Regions from separate parts of the Mus musculus genome. Here regions 2 and 3 are each linked to region 1. Evidence: chromatin contacts called from public HiChIP or PLAC-seq and Micro-C data. All regions are on one chromosome and are shown on one strand. Each heading gives the region's core, a stretch centred on a gene start, on an enhancer-like site or on the middle of the called end of the contact. The rest is flanking DNA. Distances are from core to core; before and after follow the strand shown. Region 1 holds the start of Hmx3 (H6 homeobox 3). Region 2 overlaps Chst15 (carbohydrate sulfotransferase 15). Region 3 holds the start of Htra1 (HtrA serine peptidase 1).

Region 1 (4,427 bases), core at 1,218-3,717:
CAAAGTAGTAATAGTGATATTACCACTAAATAAATTCGAGGAATAAGTAAGACCACTGCCACTCAGCCAGATATGAAGCTGTTACAGGTCTGGATTTGAGGCTTTTGTGTTTTCCCTTTAAACATTTTGTTTAGTGAATTCTTCAGTCCAAACGGAGATAAATGGAGTTGACTGCCACAGACAGACCAAGTGAGGATCTTACCAGAGGCCGCTCAGATTTTGGAAGGTGGGTGGTGGATAACTGATTGGGTGTGGGGAAAGAACCACACCCAGAAATCCAGAATTAATATGAATTCGATATGAATTCTCCCTCTCTCTCTCTCTCTCTCTCTCTCTCTCTCTCTCTCTCTCTCTCGGGATTTTGAAAATAGTTCCTCAGAAAAATGAATAAACTAAAAAAAAAAGTTGAATTTTTCGCTTATTTTCCTTCTGTAAAAATACACCCTCAGAGCCACAGAGCAATGGTAATTTAAGGGGAGATCTGAACTTTTTTTTTTTTTAAAGAACTTTCAATTGGAAGTTTTGACCTGGTAATTTTGTCGTTCCCCCCTGCCCCACCCCGTTTTCTCTCAATGGTAAGCAAAACCAAAAATAAGAGGAGAAGCGCCTCAAATTCATAGGAATTAATTGCACGAAAATGCATTGCAAATACTTACAAAATGCTATTGGGGGGTGGGAGGCAAGGCAGTGAGCCCAAGGTCGCTGGCCACAGCCCGGCACCCTCGGCCCGGCCCAGTCTCCTCCGGGGTCCCCAAAAGGTGGCCGGGTGCTCACTCCCTGTCCCCTGTCCCATCTCACACCGGCCTTAGTAGGGGCACGGACGAGACCACCGGGTGCGAGTAGTAGACTGGGTGCGGGAAGGTGAGCAGCGGCTGGCTGACTGGCACCGGTGCCCCCGCAGCCGCTGCCGCCCCCTCGGCCGCAGAGTTCTCGTGGTAGAGGATGGGCACGCGTACGATGCGCTGCGCAGCGGCGTGGCTCAGGTTGGCCGCCTCCAGCTCGGCCGCCAGCTGTCGCTTCCACTTGTTGCGGCGATTCTGGAACCAGATCTTGACCTGCGTCTCGGTGAGGTGAAGCGACGCGGCCAGGCCAGCGCGCTCCGAGCTGCTCAGGTAGCGTTTCATGTCGAATGTGGACTCGAGCTGGAAGACCTGGCTGCGCGAGAAGACGGTGCGCGTCTTCTTTTTGCGGCACGCCGGCTTCTTCTCGGGACTCTCGGCGCCCGCCTTCCAGTCCTCTGAGCCCGGTGTCGCCGTAGTCGCCCCTACGGTCGTCCCGGCCGCGCCAGGCACCGCCTCGCCTTCTTTTTTGCCTTCCTCCGAGTCGCTCTCTTCCAGAATGATCTCGTCCGGGCTCTTGGAGTCCAGCTCCTTGTGGTCGGGGTCAGCCTTGAGCAGAGGCTCCGGGGAGTCTCGATCGGTGCCGGACGCAGGGGAGGAGTCTCGCAGGAGGGCCTTTTCCGAGGCTGGGGAGACAGACAAACGGACGCACACACAAGCACAGCGACACAGCCTTGAGCGAGGCAGGGATCTGGGAGCACCAAGCGCAACCCACACGTTGGCCTCGGGCTACTGGCCCTGGGCCTCGGTTCTCCCGTGTCCCCGCTGGGCTGCAGTGGGGCAGAAAGATCTAAGATCTCTTCGCCTTTCTAGGACTGGCCAGGCAATGGTGGGATCAGGGCCGCTCCTTTTATCTCGCGTTTCCCACGCCAGGGGCCAGCGGGAAAATTCTCCACTGCTAAGGTTCAACCCTGCCTTCCAGGCCTCCCCCCCACCCCCCAAGGCCATCCCAAGCCACCCATTCCTGCTGGAGGACAATTTTTTTCCGGGAATCGCAGAGCCCGGGCCTCCAACTGCACTTCTTTTCTCAGCAAGTGGGATTGGTTTCCTTGGCCTCGTAGCCGAGCGGCGCAGGAAAGATGCTGGCTAGAGGCCGAAGGAAGTTAACCAAAACTCTGGTTGGCAGGTGTCGGGGCATCCCTAACTGCAGTGACACCATCTCTGAGAGGGAATGTGACCGGCCCACAGGGAAAGAGGGGAGAACGAAAGTTCAAAGAGAGGTCGGTACCTTCTGGTCGCGGGAGGTGACCGCCGGCGGGGGTCAGGGTGTAGGGGTACCACCAGGCCGGGGAGCGCTCCAGGTAGTGCGCGGGCAGGGCAAACCTCTGCGCTGGGATCTCAAAGCGGGGGAAAGCCAGGTCGCCCACCTGCGAGAGCGCGAAGCCCGCGGCGCCCTCCAGGGCACCTTTGGCTGCGGCGGCCGCAGCGGCGGCGGCGGCGGCAGCAGCCGAGGCCGGAGCAAAGAGCGTTCGTGGGGGCGGCTGAGGCTTCGGGGGCGGCCGGTGATGGTCTCCGTTGAGCAGGTTCCTGATGGAGAACGGGGATTCCTTGGGCGCGGGAGGTTGGGGCGGTGGCTGCGGGGGCGGCGCGCTGGCAGTGCCCGAGGCGTCCGGCCCGGGCTCCGGCATGGTCCCCAGTCCTCCGGGTCCCACGGAGGGCGGGAGCGGGACAGGCGGGCGGCGGGCGGCGGGGCGAGCAGGCTAGGGGCCGGAAATCAGACCATAAACGGAACTCAACTACGGGGCTCAAAGTCGGGGGCCGCCCCGGGCGCGAATCGAGCCGCGGGAGGGCGGGGTGGGGACCGGGCCGGGGCGGGCTCGCATGGGGGGAGGGGTCCAGAGGGGCGGGGAGCGGACCTGCCTCTGCGCCGAGGGAGCGAGGGGGCCGGTAGGAGCTGCGGCTCCCCGGGAGGAGGCTGCGAGAGCGGTCCCCGGCTTGGGGATGCGTCAATCCGGCGCCGGATGCTAATGATGAAATCAAAATGTCATCCAAGTTAAATGCGGGGAGTATACGGCGATTGGGCGCGTACAATGGCAAATGGGATTAGGCCGGCCAAGGCGCAGCCGAGCCCAGGCCCCGCAGCCGCCTCCTCTACCGCCCCCTCCTCGCCTTCCCTCGGATTTTGGCGCTTTGGCTTCGGGCTATGAGAGCCCGCCTGTTATTGGCTTTATATAGTCCAATTAGGCAGCAAATGAGGACAAACCTATTAGCACAAAAGGATATTGGCTCTCGCTAAAGAGGCACTCTGAGAGCTCCCACCAAGCGGGAGGCGCGCGAGGGACCTCAAGAAGGAGACGCCCCCGGCGGGCCGGAGCGCACGGACCTGCTCCAGTCTGGAGCAAGCACCTCCCTCTACCCCCTGCAGCTCGGCTGCGGGCTGGCTGCTGTCCGGTCTGCCTGAGGGGGAGGGGCAGAGCAGGCTGGCCTGGGTCACCTCCGGGTTATCCGCGCTAGCAGCGGCCGCTCTCCCACCCCTCCCGGCCTGGCAGAGGCCAGCTGCCCCACGCGGCTGGAAAGCCTTGGCCGTGCGGGTCCAGGAAGTAGGGCGCCTCCCCGGCCCCGAAAGAACTCAGTACTTTCTTTCCCCAAACCTGCTAATCAGGGTGCGGCCAAAAAGAGCTTCCCCGCTCTTCGTCTAGTCGAGAGTCTGCCGACTTAGGAATCCGCGTAGCCTTGGCCTTTGGTCCTGAAAATGGATGAGTGATTCTGAATCTTTCAGGAGTAGGAGTTGGGTATGCGACTCTGTGCACGCGCTTCCCCTGTGCAACTGTCGGGGTAGCGGTGTTTCCTCACTGACAACTGTACTCCGAAGGACACCGCTCTTTTCTTGGTGACTGTGTCCGCGGCTCAAAGATCAACTTTAAGCCTGCGATCTGAACACAGCACTTTCCCCCCAAAGGGTGGCATTTGGAACTGCCTAATGCTTTAATATAGGCGCCAAGAACCGAAGGCGCAGAAGAGTACCTTTCTCGTTTGTGACCCTGGCAACGACACCTGCAGCATGTCCCAAGGGCCTCCAAGTCCCTGGAGAATCTCGGCGGGCCTCTGAGGAATAGCTGGACTCATTCGACCTTAACAGCTCCCTGGGTCAAGCAGGAAGCCGGAGAGACAATCAGTTCAATTCTAGATTTCCATGGGGTCCTTTCCCCTGGTGATAGTTCCTTGGCCCGAGAAAGATGACAATTTGTTCTCAGCCTGGATGAAAATCCCTTCACACCTGAACTTCCTCCGCCTCAGCCCGTTCTTTATCTTTCGGTTGAGTCTTGCCTAATTCAAGCTCCTCTTGCTTACCTAGCGCAGCCTGGACAGTTTTGGGTCCCCAAATGAGAAGTAGGTTTATTTTATTTTTCAGACCTAAGGCACCAGAACCGCCTCTACCAAGTCTTGAAGGTCGTATTTAAAGTTTTGACATCCACCCTCGGTAACGAACCCTACTATTGCCTTGTAAGTAGCGCTTCTATAAATGGTTACTATTATTCCTTTGATTTCGTATAAGGCTTTACTGGAATGCACAGGGGCGCATCATCTAAAATCCGAGTTGGAGCCAATCACAGCTCCGAGGCTCAAGCAGGGTTGGTAATACGCTCA
Region 2 (4,427 bases), core at 660-3,159, 740 kb before region 1:
GTGTTTAGGAACTTGGTTTGTCTATAAATAAATGCTCGGTTGACCTATTTTACAGAGACTGGGAAATCTCGCTTCTAGGTTTGAGTTGAGGTTCCAGAAACTAGGTCTATTGGAGTCTAAAAGGTGGATTTTTTCTCCTAGAGGCTCTTACTGGCCATAGGCAATCCTTTATGCTAATGTTCTGGGGTTCCCATCTGGTCTCTGTTGCACTGTGGGGTGAAGGGGTCCTCCATATGAGCTTGTTCGAATCCCCTGCTAGTCTGCTGCCTTAAGGATTCTGTCATCATCCAGGATAGGTTGGGGCTTCAGACACTGGACCAAAGTTCCTGTTGTTAGCTGAGATCTTTGCAGAAAGAGGAAAGGAATGACAGGATGGGGGGTGGGGTGGTTATGGAAGGGCTTTTCAGGCTCTGGGGGTTAGTGGCATCAAGGAAACATTTCGCATAGATGTTAATCCCATTAATCCTCCAGAATTTCCTGCTGCAATTTTCTCTATACGGATGGGAAGCAAACAAGCCCAGAATTGTAAAGCAGCTGGCCTGAGACACACAGCCAGGAAGAGGTGGATTCCGGGAGATGTGGGGCTGTGATTAATGCTCCTTGGTTTGGGATTCTCATTTTTTTTCTTTCCTCCACATTTCTCTTTGTACCAGAGTGTACCTGTCCATCTCACAGCCATTGCAGTCACATGGAGCCCCAATCAAGGGCATCTCTGTTCCACGGTCACATAGGTGAATGCTCACAAAACAGTGTCTTCCAGAGCCATAGTGTCCCATGTGCCTCTTGGTCTCTGCCTTTGACTTGTACATGTTTATAAAGATCTACACCCACTGGGGAATTCTGTGGTCTGTCTTGGGTTTTCCGTTATTGTGACAGGAGGCAAGAGACAGTGTCCTTCATGGGATGGCTCTCAAGTGCATGATTTTCAGTCAACGGGGGATTTGGTTGGTGATGGTGATGGTCATGACGACGATGATGATGATGTACAAGGACAACAGCTGAGCACCATGTTGTGGCTAGTGGGGGGATGTTATTAATTCAAAGATACTTGAGTAATAGAGGGTTAAAGTGGAGCCTAGGTAACTCTCCCCTTGTTCTTTGCATTCAATCTTTTAAATCTTGGCCATCTCTAGCCTCAGACAGTCCCTCTGCCTCATCTCCAAGACTGGCAGAGCAAGGAGGTTGGCATTCGAGGACAAGGAGGGAGGTTGTGGCTGAGGGTGTGACTTACCAGACCTTTGTTCCAGCCTGCTTCTCTCTGCCCCTCCTTTGTTACTTAGTGTTTATTATTTCTTTACTGCTATTGTAGTTGCAAGAGGAATACTTGATCTTTCCAAGTGAACTTCAAAGCCAGATGGGACTGTGAAAGTGTGAGCCAATGTGCCCCAAGCTCCACCCACAGTCACTCTTGGAAACTGGTTGCTGAGGGATGTACTTGTCACTGTGCTTAATGGAAAGAGGGCCAGCTGGGGCTTCTGCTGTGTCTAGCTCTGCCTCCTGCTATGCTGTGATTCAGAGCAGGCTGTGTCCCGGGCTTCTGCTTCTCTTCCTTTTGTACTACAGAGCAGCCACACTCACCTGTAGCACTGTGAGTGGTCAGGAGCAGAAGAGGACCTTGGTGGGTCCACAGGACCTGCCAGCGCCTACCCAGCTTTCCTCCATGGTACTGAAAGTGACTTAGCAGGACTTCTTATTTTGCCATGTACTTGCCTACATCTTAATTTTAAAATGATGTTAAAACTTTCTAAGCTTTCTAAACATGGTATCTTGGATCTTTCATGCAGATCCCTGCACACACACACACACACACACACACACACACACGCACCAGGTGCTCACCATCACATCCATGGCCACACTGAGGCAGATGCACAGGCCACTCTCTGGCCTCTCACCATGTCTGGTAAGGGCTGGTCTGCTTGGGGATGGGAAGTGCATGCTATGCCCAGCTTCACCTTGTAAAACCATCTAGAGGACACTGTCAGATAGGCTGCCTGCTCTTTCCATCAGAAAGGAATGCCACTGAAGTATCTCAGGAGGTTCTCCCCATTCAAGGGTTAAATCAGACTCTTATTTTGCTTATCTTTGAAAATAAAACAATATTTAAAAGTATTCCGATCAGGGAGGCCATCTGGCGGGGAGCGCACAGCTGCTTCCCTTTCCATTGTGCCGCCCTTAATTTATTCACTCTAGGCCTCTGCTGTACATTGCGAGATCATCATTCGCATTCTGTGAACTGGCAATGTGTGAGTTCTGTTCTGTGAGGGACCTGAAGGGCATCTGGGTGGGCTATCTCCTGCTACCCAGGATCTTCCCTCTTCTCTCCAGGGTCTGTCTCAGTGGGCAGGAAGGGTCTAGGGATACAAAGGTGGACAGAGCCACCCTGTCCCTTTGGTGCTCTCTCTCTTTCTCTCTCTCTCTCTCTCTCTCTCTCTCATTTCCTCCCACACATTCTCTCTATCCTCTCTCAAACACTCTCTTCTCTCACTCCCACTCATTTTCATTCTATCTCTCCTACACATCACTCTCTCATGCACACAGTCTCTCTCTTACACACTCTTACACACTCTCTCCCTCTCTAACACATATACACACACTCTGTTACACACGCACACATACACACACACTTACACACTCTCTCCCTCTCTAACACATATACACATGCTCTGTTACATACACACACACACTCTTACACTCTCTCCCTCTCTAACACACATACACACACTCTTTCTTACACACACACACACACACACACACACACACACTTCCTCTCTCTTACACACACTCTCTCTCCCTCTCTCACATATATACATACACTTTCTCTTACACAGGCACTCACTCCCTGGGCACATCTTCTTTCCTTCATTTCCCGCTTGTGTTAGGGGACTCGTTGGACAATGGCCACAATGCCACCGCTTAAGGACTTTGCACTCCAGCCACATGGGAGCCATGATGTCAGAAAGCACGTCCCTTTCCCTGGCAGGTAAGGTTTGGGGCTGCACCTGCAGGAAGCCTCACAAACACACAAGAGGAAGAGTAGCTGGTTCTCAGACACCTGATGTCTTGATGATCTTGGGCCAATTTGGAGACACAAAGCCTTTCATGTTGACCTGGAGAAGAAGAGGGTGAGGGTCTCAGTTTGTCTGCAGTCACATGGCTATTTCAATGTTGTGATCGGTGCCCAGTGCAGACTCTGGAGTCTTTAGATATCCAGCCCCCCTCCCCTGGCCCATATCCTTTCCTGTCTCTGTAAATCACACCGAGCAGGAAGTATATGACATTGAATTCACAGTTGAGCTGCTTGTACAGTGGGGCTAATACTTGTCTTTAATATTATCAGGACATTTAAACCCAACCATCCACATTAACCCTAGGCTGGTGTATGGACACAGTCAGTGTCCGCTGGGGTCACTCTGGTCACCAAGCCAAAAGTGCCTTGTCCTGGAGCATTCCTAGGAACTCAGTGGGGCATATGGAATTTTCTTCTGTCACTAAGGTGGGGATATTTACTGACCACCCACCCAGAGTGAGGTCCATGCTCTCCTGGCCTGAGCATCTCTGGCCCTGGGCTTGTGTGGAGCTCATGGCCTAGCCTGGCTGCCTTGCCTAAGCAGTCTCAAATCCAGTTTGACCAATCAGTTAATGGCTGATACCCTACTCTGCCAGCCTCTGTTGGTGGCAGCTTCATTTGGGTATATAGGTGAAAGGTCACAAGCTTTGCAGCCAAACAGATCCATGGTTGTCTAGTCACCTCCTGTATCATTCCACTTAGGTGCAGCCTATAGGAACCAAGCTTCCTGTGTTCTGAGCCTGACAACCAAGCTAGCTCGAGGGAGCACTGGCTAGCCGCGTGACTCTGAGTGTGTGTATAACCCTTCTGTGCCTTAGTTTCCCACATGTACTTTGAGGCTCTGCATATTGACTTTGGAGGGTTACTATTAAGGACAGTCGTATGTGGCCTCCCACACATGGCTGACACTGTACCAGTAATCATTTCTTCCTTTCACTGTTTCTGGTGACACTGAAAACCCTGGGTCTACATGCTCCCCTGGGAATTCATGCCTCAGTCACTATGTTCCCCAGAGCTATTTTGGTGGGCCAGCTCTGAAGCACAGCTTGAAGCCTGTAGGTTTCACCTGAGTGGGATGGCAGATAGTTACTAGACAGACTTGAATGGAAGAGCCTGTGTCCCGGTGATTTGAATTACCACCAGAAATAACAAAACGAGTGTTCTAAAAGAGTTTCCCCTGTAGACATACTGGGCTCAGAAAAAGAAAATCGTCTGTTGTGTCACGCAGACCTTTGGAGTCTTTTGTGCACGTGGAAATCTCTGGGTGAGAACTGCAATGTGAACATGTTTGAAGCCCCTTGCCCACTATGCCTTTGTGGAGCAAACCTGAGTTATGTCACGGCTGTTGGTGAGACAG
Region 3 (4,427 bases), core at 1,048-3,547, 610 kb after region 1:
ACGCCAGCCCTCCTCTGAACAGAGCCTATTCAAGAACTACTCAAGGATATCTGCACGTGTGACACACTACTTCCTCCCCAGGGGACTCTGAGCCACCACTGTGGGTCACTTCTGCCCGTGTCTGTCTAACTAACTAACTAACTAACTAACTAACTAACACCAATCTATTCTCCACCTCAAAGTATCCACTCAGGAGCTACATAGTTCTCTACCTCTCCCCAAGGTGAGTTGGCTGGTCCAGCCCCCTGGAAGCCCATTTCCCATAGCCTTGAGGTCTAGCTCTGGCCTGTTCTGAGTTTGCCAGCATTCAGGTTCCAGCTGAGTGACCTTGGACAAGTTATTCATCCCCAGTTCCACCTCATCTAAGACAAAGACGAGGCCAGGAGCTTCCTCCTCCCGGGTCTAGGAGACCAAATAGAGTCACAGGATAACTCACTTGTCACATGGGCTGGGACTTAGTAGGTAGGGACCCCGGGATCAGTCCTCTCTGAAAACAAACAAACAAACAAACAAACAAACAAACAAAAACCCTTTTCTTCTCTCTATGGAGGCTGAGTTTCCTGGGACTGAGGTCCAGTCCTGTGCTCCTGTGGTAAGAATATAAACACCAGCCCACCTCTTCCTACACCACCTGGAGTACTTTCCTGTGCATTCGAGTAAAGTTTTGCCAAATTCAAAGTGGTCATAGGCGACCATATTCCTATAAAGAAAAATCTAGCTCAATCTCTCTTTCCCTCTCCCGTGCTTTCCTGTCCTCCCCACCACATGGGGGGTGGGGGGGCGGAGGGGAGGGAGGTGCTAGGTTTGGGCAGGAGCCCTGTAGCTGAAGCCAAATGTACTGGAGCCCAGCTGGCTGGTCCCCACAGCGCTGTAGTGGCCAGTATGAATTTACTGTTTTTCCACAGGGTATCTCTGGATTTAACCGAAGCTTTTCTCTGGAAGGTCCTGCAGGGAGCTGGGCAGTTCTCCAAGCCCCTTTACCCTGTCGCCACCACCACGTCCAGCTCTTGTGGGTACAGAAAGGTCCCACAAGGAGAGAGAGGGTAGAGGGTGCATTTTTTTCTTCATCCCCAGTGGGCCCCTCCTCTACCTCAAATTTCACGGTCCACTACCTGGTTGAACTCAGGCAAAAGGACCAAAGGACCAAAAAAGGACCAAATCGTGGGCGTTTTTGTAAAGTTGATTTAAATCAATGGAGGAAGAGGGCCGGAGTTACTAAATCGTTTTCTGCTTAGGAGGCGGGGTGAGAAAAATGCTTGCTGAGTTGAGCAGAGATGTTCCCTCTCCCCAAAGTGAAAGTTTTCACGAAGAGGTTCTATAAGAAAAACACTGCTTAGATAGTTCCAAGAAGAGAGGACTCAGCAGAAAGGGAGAAGGAAGGGAAGGCGACAAGAGTTCTTGCGATCCCAAAGCCATGTATCTCAACATTGCCAAGATCCCTGGTATGATACGCGGCTTTCCCCAGCGCGATGCCTAGTCACCCCGGCCAGGGGGTGCTGGACCAAAGCGCGCAAAGCACCTGCTTGGCGTTTCTCGAAACGACCCGATGCTTGGCGCAGAAATAGGGCCGGAGGGAGCCTTTGAAACACAGCTACCCCGAGCCCCATCGTCTCTCTCTCCCACTAACTGGATGCCTAGAACACCCCGCAGTGCTTCTCTGCACCTCCGCATCCCCTCCCGACGGTCCTGACTGGTCGGGCTGAGTTGGCGAGAGTGGGGAGCCACCCAGGAGTGCAGCGCAGGGCGGGGCGGGTACCTTGGCCGCAGGCGCCGCGCTGCAGGACGATGACCGGCGGCTGGCGAAGCTTCTCGGAGCGGCGGCTGGCGGCGCGCAGCTGGCACAGGTTGGTGTAGGTCTTGGCGTCGCTACCACACACCGGCTCGCTGCTGGCACACACGCACAGGCCGGCCTGTGCGCGCCGTCGTACTGTGGCCGAGGCCGGCACCCCGAAGGGCACTACGCATTGCAGCCCCTCGCCGCAGGGACCCTCCTGCAGGCCGCACGCTGCACCCTCGAGCGCGCCGCACACCTCGCAGCAGCCGCACGCGTCGCGGACGCGGCCACCCTCGCAGTCCGTGGGCGGCGGGGCGCAGCGGGTGGGATCGCAGTGCTCGGGACAGACGGTGGCAGCTGGGGCCGAGCGGCCGGTCCCCGACGGCAACGCCAAGGAAGGAGCCGCTAGCAGCAGCAGTAGCAAAGACAGGAGCGTGGTACGCAGGGACTGCATGACGACTCCGACGGCCACGGGCTGGACCACAGCCGAAAAACCGCGCTCGGGACGGTGTGTCGGGGTCTTGGGGACAGCGGGTGCGAGTGTGCGCGGCCGTACGGTTAAGCCCATTGGCCTAGCGGCGGTGACGAAGCGCCAGGGGGACGGGCACCGCTCCCGGGAGGGGGGCCGATCGGGGACTGCCTGCGGGGACGAGGCGGGGCGGGCCGCGACTCCACCCTCCGGCTGGCTCAGTTTCTCATTCTAGGATTCTTTTTCCTCAGAGATTGAAGACCTTAAGACCAAAGTGGCACTTAACAGAGGGAAACCTGCCTAGCACTGCGCAATCGCCTGGAAAGTTCCCAGGTCGTCCAGTGCGGAGGGCGGTCACATCGACCCCGGCCACAGCTGCAATGGACCGGTGCCCAGCTTGGGGGACTGTGGCTGTGAACTTGACGCCGCCGTGGGAAGGCAGCGTCAGCAGGACTGGCAGAAACCCAGTGCCCAGACCTAGTTTCAAGTGAGAGAAGCAAAAAGCATTGGCGAATGACAGTGTAAACCTTCCTAACGCTTCTCTTTTAAAGTTGCTTTCGGTGGAGTGCATGCCATAGCACGCCTCGGGTATCTGGGTTTGGTACTTGGAGGGCCACCGGGAGCATGCCGTGGCCACCGGGCTTTGTACAGTTTGTACTTTTTCACCCTGAGCTGTTAGGGAATGCGTTGTTACCACACAGAAGCGCCCAGCCCGCGCCTGCAGTCCCAGCGCTCGGGCAAATCAAGGTGTCCCAAAACAAGATGTTTTATTTTGAGCTCTCACATGAGGATTTAAGTGACGTTTGGGACCGAGATGAGTCTAAGAATCATCAGGAAGAGCAACTGTCACCCCGGAGGCAGATCTCTGTGCCTGGCCAACACAGAACACATAAATCTTGTATTGGAAGATGAGAGAATTAAAGTATGTGCTGTCCCCACCTGAGTTCCCCATGCACCTCGCCATAACACACCCCAGGGTGGTGGGCAGAGTGCTGCTGACCCTGACTCAAGGAGGAGTCGCTGATAGGGCGCTAATCTACATCCGGGTTGTTCCCTTGTGCAGAATTCCTTAAAACAACTCCCCTCAAAGCAGTCCCCGAGGTAAGCCTCAACTTCGTCCAAGTCCCACACATCAAGGGGTAAGAGAGGGGTAAGAGAGACACACACCCACGCATATGCACATGCACACACACACAGTCTCTGATATGAGAAGTACTTTTGTGTCTGGCTGGAATCCTCAGACTACAGAAACATAGATGTCTACTGGTCCTCCTCTGTCCCCTGTGCTCTCTCCTCTTCCCTTCTGCCAGTAAACTCCCTTTTATACCAGTTCTGTTGCATGGCATAATTTCTCAGAGGCACACCTTGACATGGGTTCACCATGGTACCCCCCTTGCCACATTATATTTCATATTAGTGCTGTGACCCCGGCTCTCCTGGCGCTTGTGTTCCTTCTGGTTCTATGCCATGCATGGGGACCCTAGTTCCACCTGAAACAAATCTGCTTTCTGGCTGCCTGATAGCTCAGCACCTGATCTACCGCTTCCCTGGTAAGCTCTGATCCATCAGCCTTTGCAGATACTCTTCTCTCCGGAATTCTCTTTTATGGAACTCATATCCCGCAAGCAATTCCTCGGGTCACACAAACCTATGGGGAGAGGAGGAGGAGGAGAACTCCTGTTAGAGAGAGGAGCTGAGCAGAGGCAGACAGACTTCAAGCAGAAAGGCTGTTAGGAAGTACAAAGCAGAGAAGGTGTACCAGGGCCAGTTTGTAATAAAATCTGAGTCCATGAAGGGACAGGGAGAAAGAGTGTGAGTGTGTGTGTGTGTGTGTGTGTGTGTGTGTGTGTCTTAGGAGGAGGGACATAGTTCTATGTGGACAGGCTGCAAAAGCCAAGGCCATGTGGAGGAATTGGAGCCTAGAATTTGGAATCAAATTTACAGGCAAATGATCTGTACATACTTCAGGAGTGTGTGTGTGTGTGTGTGTGTGTGTGTGTGTGTGTGTGTGTGTGTGTGTGTGTGTGTTTATGCACATGAGTGTGTGCTGTAGTCTCTGGTCCCATCTGGCCCTAACCTGTTGCAAACTTGAAGGCAAGATGGTTAAGCAGTGTGGGGAGGGGAGGGATGCCAGACAGAAAGAAACAGGGTTTGGAGAAAAGAAAAATAGGGACTAGGGACTCT

The links. Hi-C and Micro-C count contacts between places; a contact is called where the count stands out from the background. HiChIP or PLAC-seq counts read pairs in DNA pulled down with a chosen protein or histone mark.
Region 2: a contact with region 1 is called in an H3K4me3 HiChIP or PLAC-seq map of embryonic forebrain, with 4 times the contacts expected there. The contact joins the enhancer-like site here to the promoter of Hmx3 in region 1. A contact is called at or near these places in 3 of 39 promoter capture datasets (the C10 cell line, cranial neural crest and pre-B cells), 3 of 115 datasets of contacts at active chromatin or transcription factors (astrocytes, embryonic forebrain and embryonic stem cells) and 2 of 9 other capture datasets (adipose tissue and embryonic stem cells).
Region 3: a contact with region 1 is called in a Micro-C map of embryonic stem cells, with 3 times the contacts expected there. The contact joins the promoter of Htra1 here to the promoter of Hmx3 in region 1. A contact is called at or near these places in 2 of 39 promoter capture datasets (embryonic stem cells and pre-B cells), 7 of 484 Hi-C or Micro-C datasets (all in embryonic stem cells) and 1 of 115 datasets of contacts at active chromatin or transcription factors (embryonic stem cells).

What each region holds. Positions count from the first base shown.
Region 1 is chr7:131,541,003-131,545,429 of GRCm38.p6, reverse strand. It overlaps Hmx3 (H6 homeobox 3), which reads right to left and starts at 2,467. Exons shown (of 2, transcript NM_008257.3): 1 at 2,068-2,467; 2 at 494-1,465. The coding sequence starts at 2,467. The coding sequence ends at 795.
Region 2 is chr7:132,281,998-132,286,424 of GRCm38.p6, reverse strand. The region is part of intron 1 of Chst15 (carbohydrate sulfotransferase 15); the gene reads left to right. Among named protein-coding and RNA genes, the nearest start is that of Gm10584, 31 kb to the left of the region's middle. Within about 2 kb of position 1,909, at least 46 of the 459 cell types and tissues checked have an H3K27ac peak or open chromatin away from gene starts, as enhancers often do. A contact at or near this core is called in embryonic forebrain, where this site is marked.
Region 3 is chr7:130,934,073-130,938,499 of GRCm38.p6, reverse strand. Htra1 (HtrA serine peptidase 1) reads right to left here and starts at 2,297. Exons shown (of 9, transcript NM_019564.3): 1 at 1,757-2,297. The coding sequence starts at 2,228.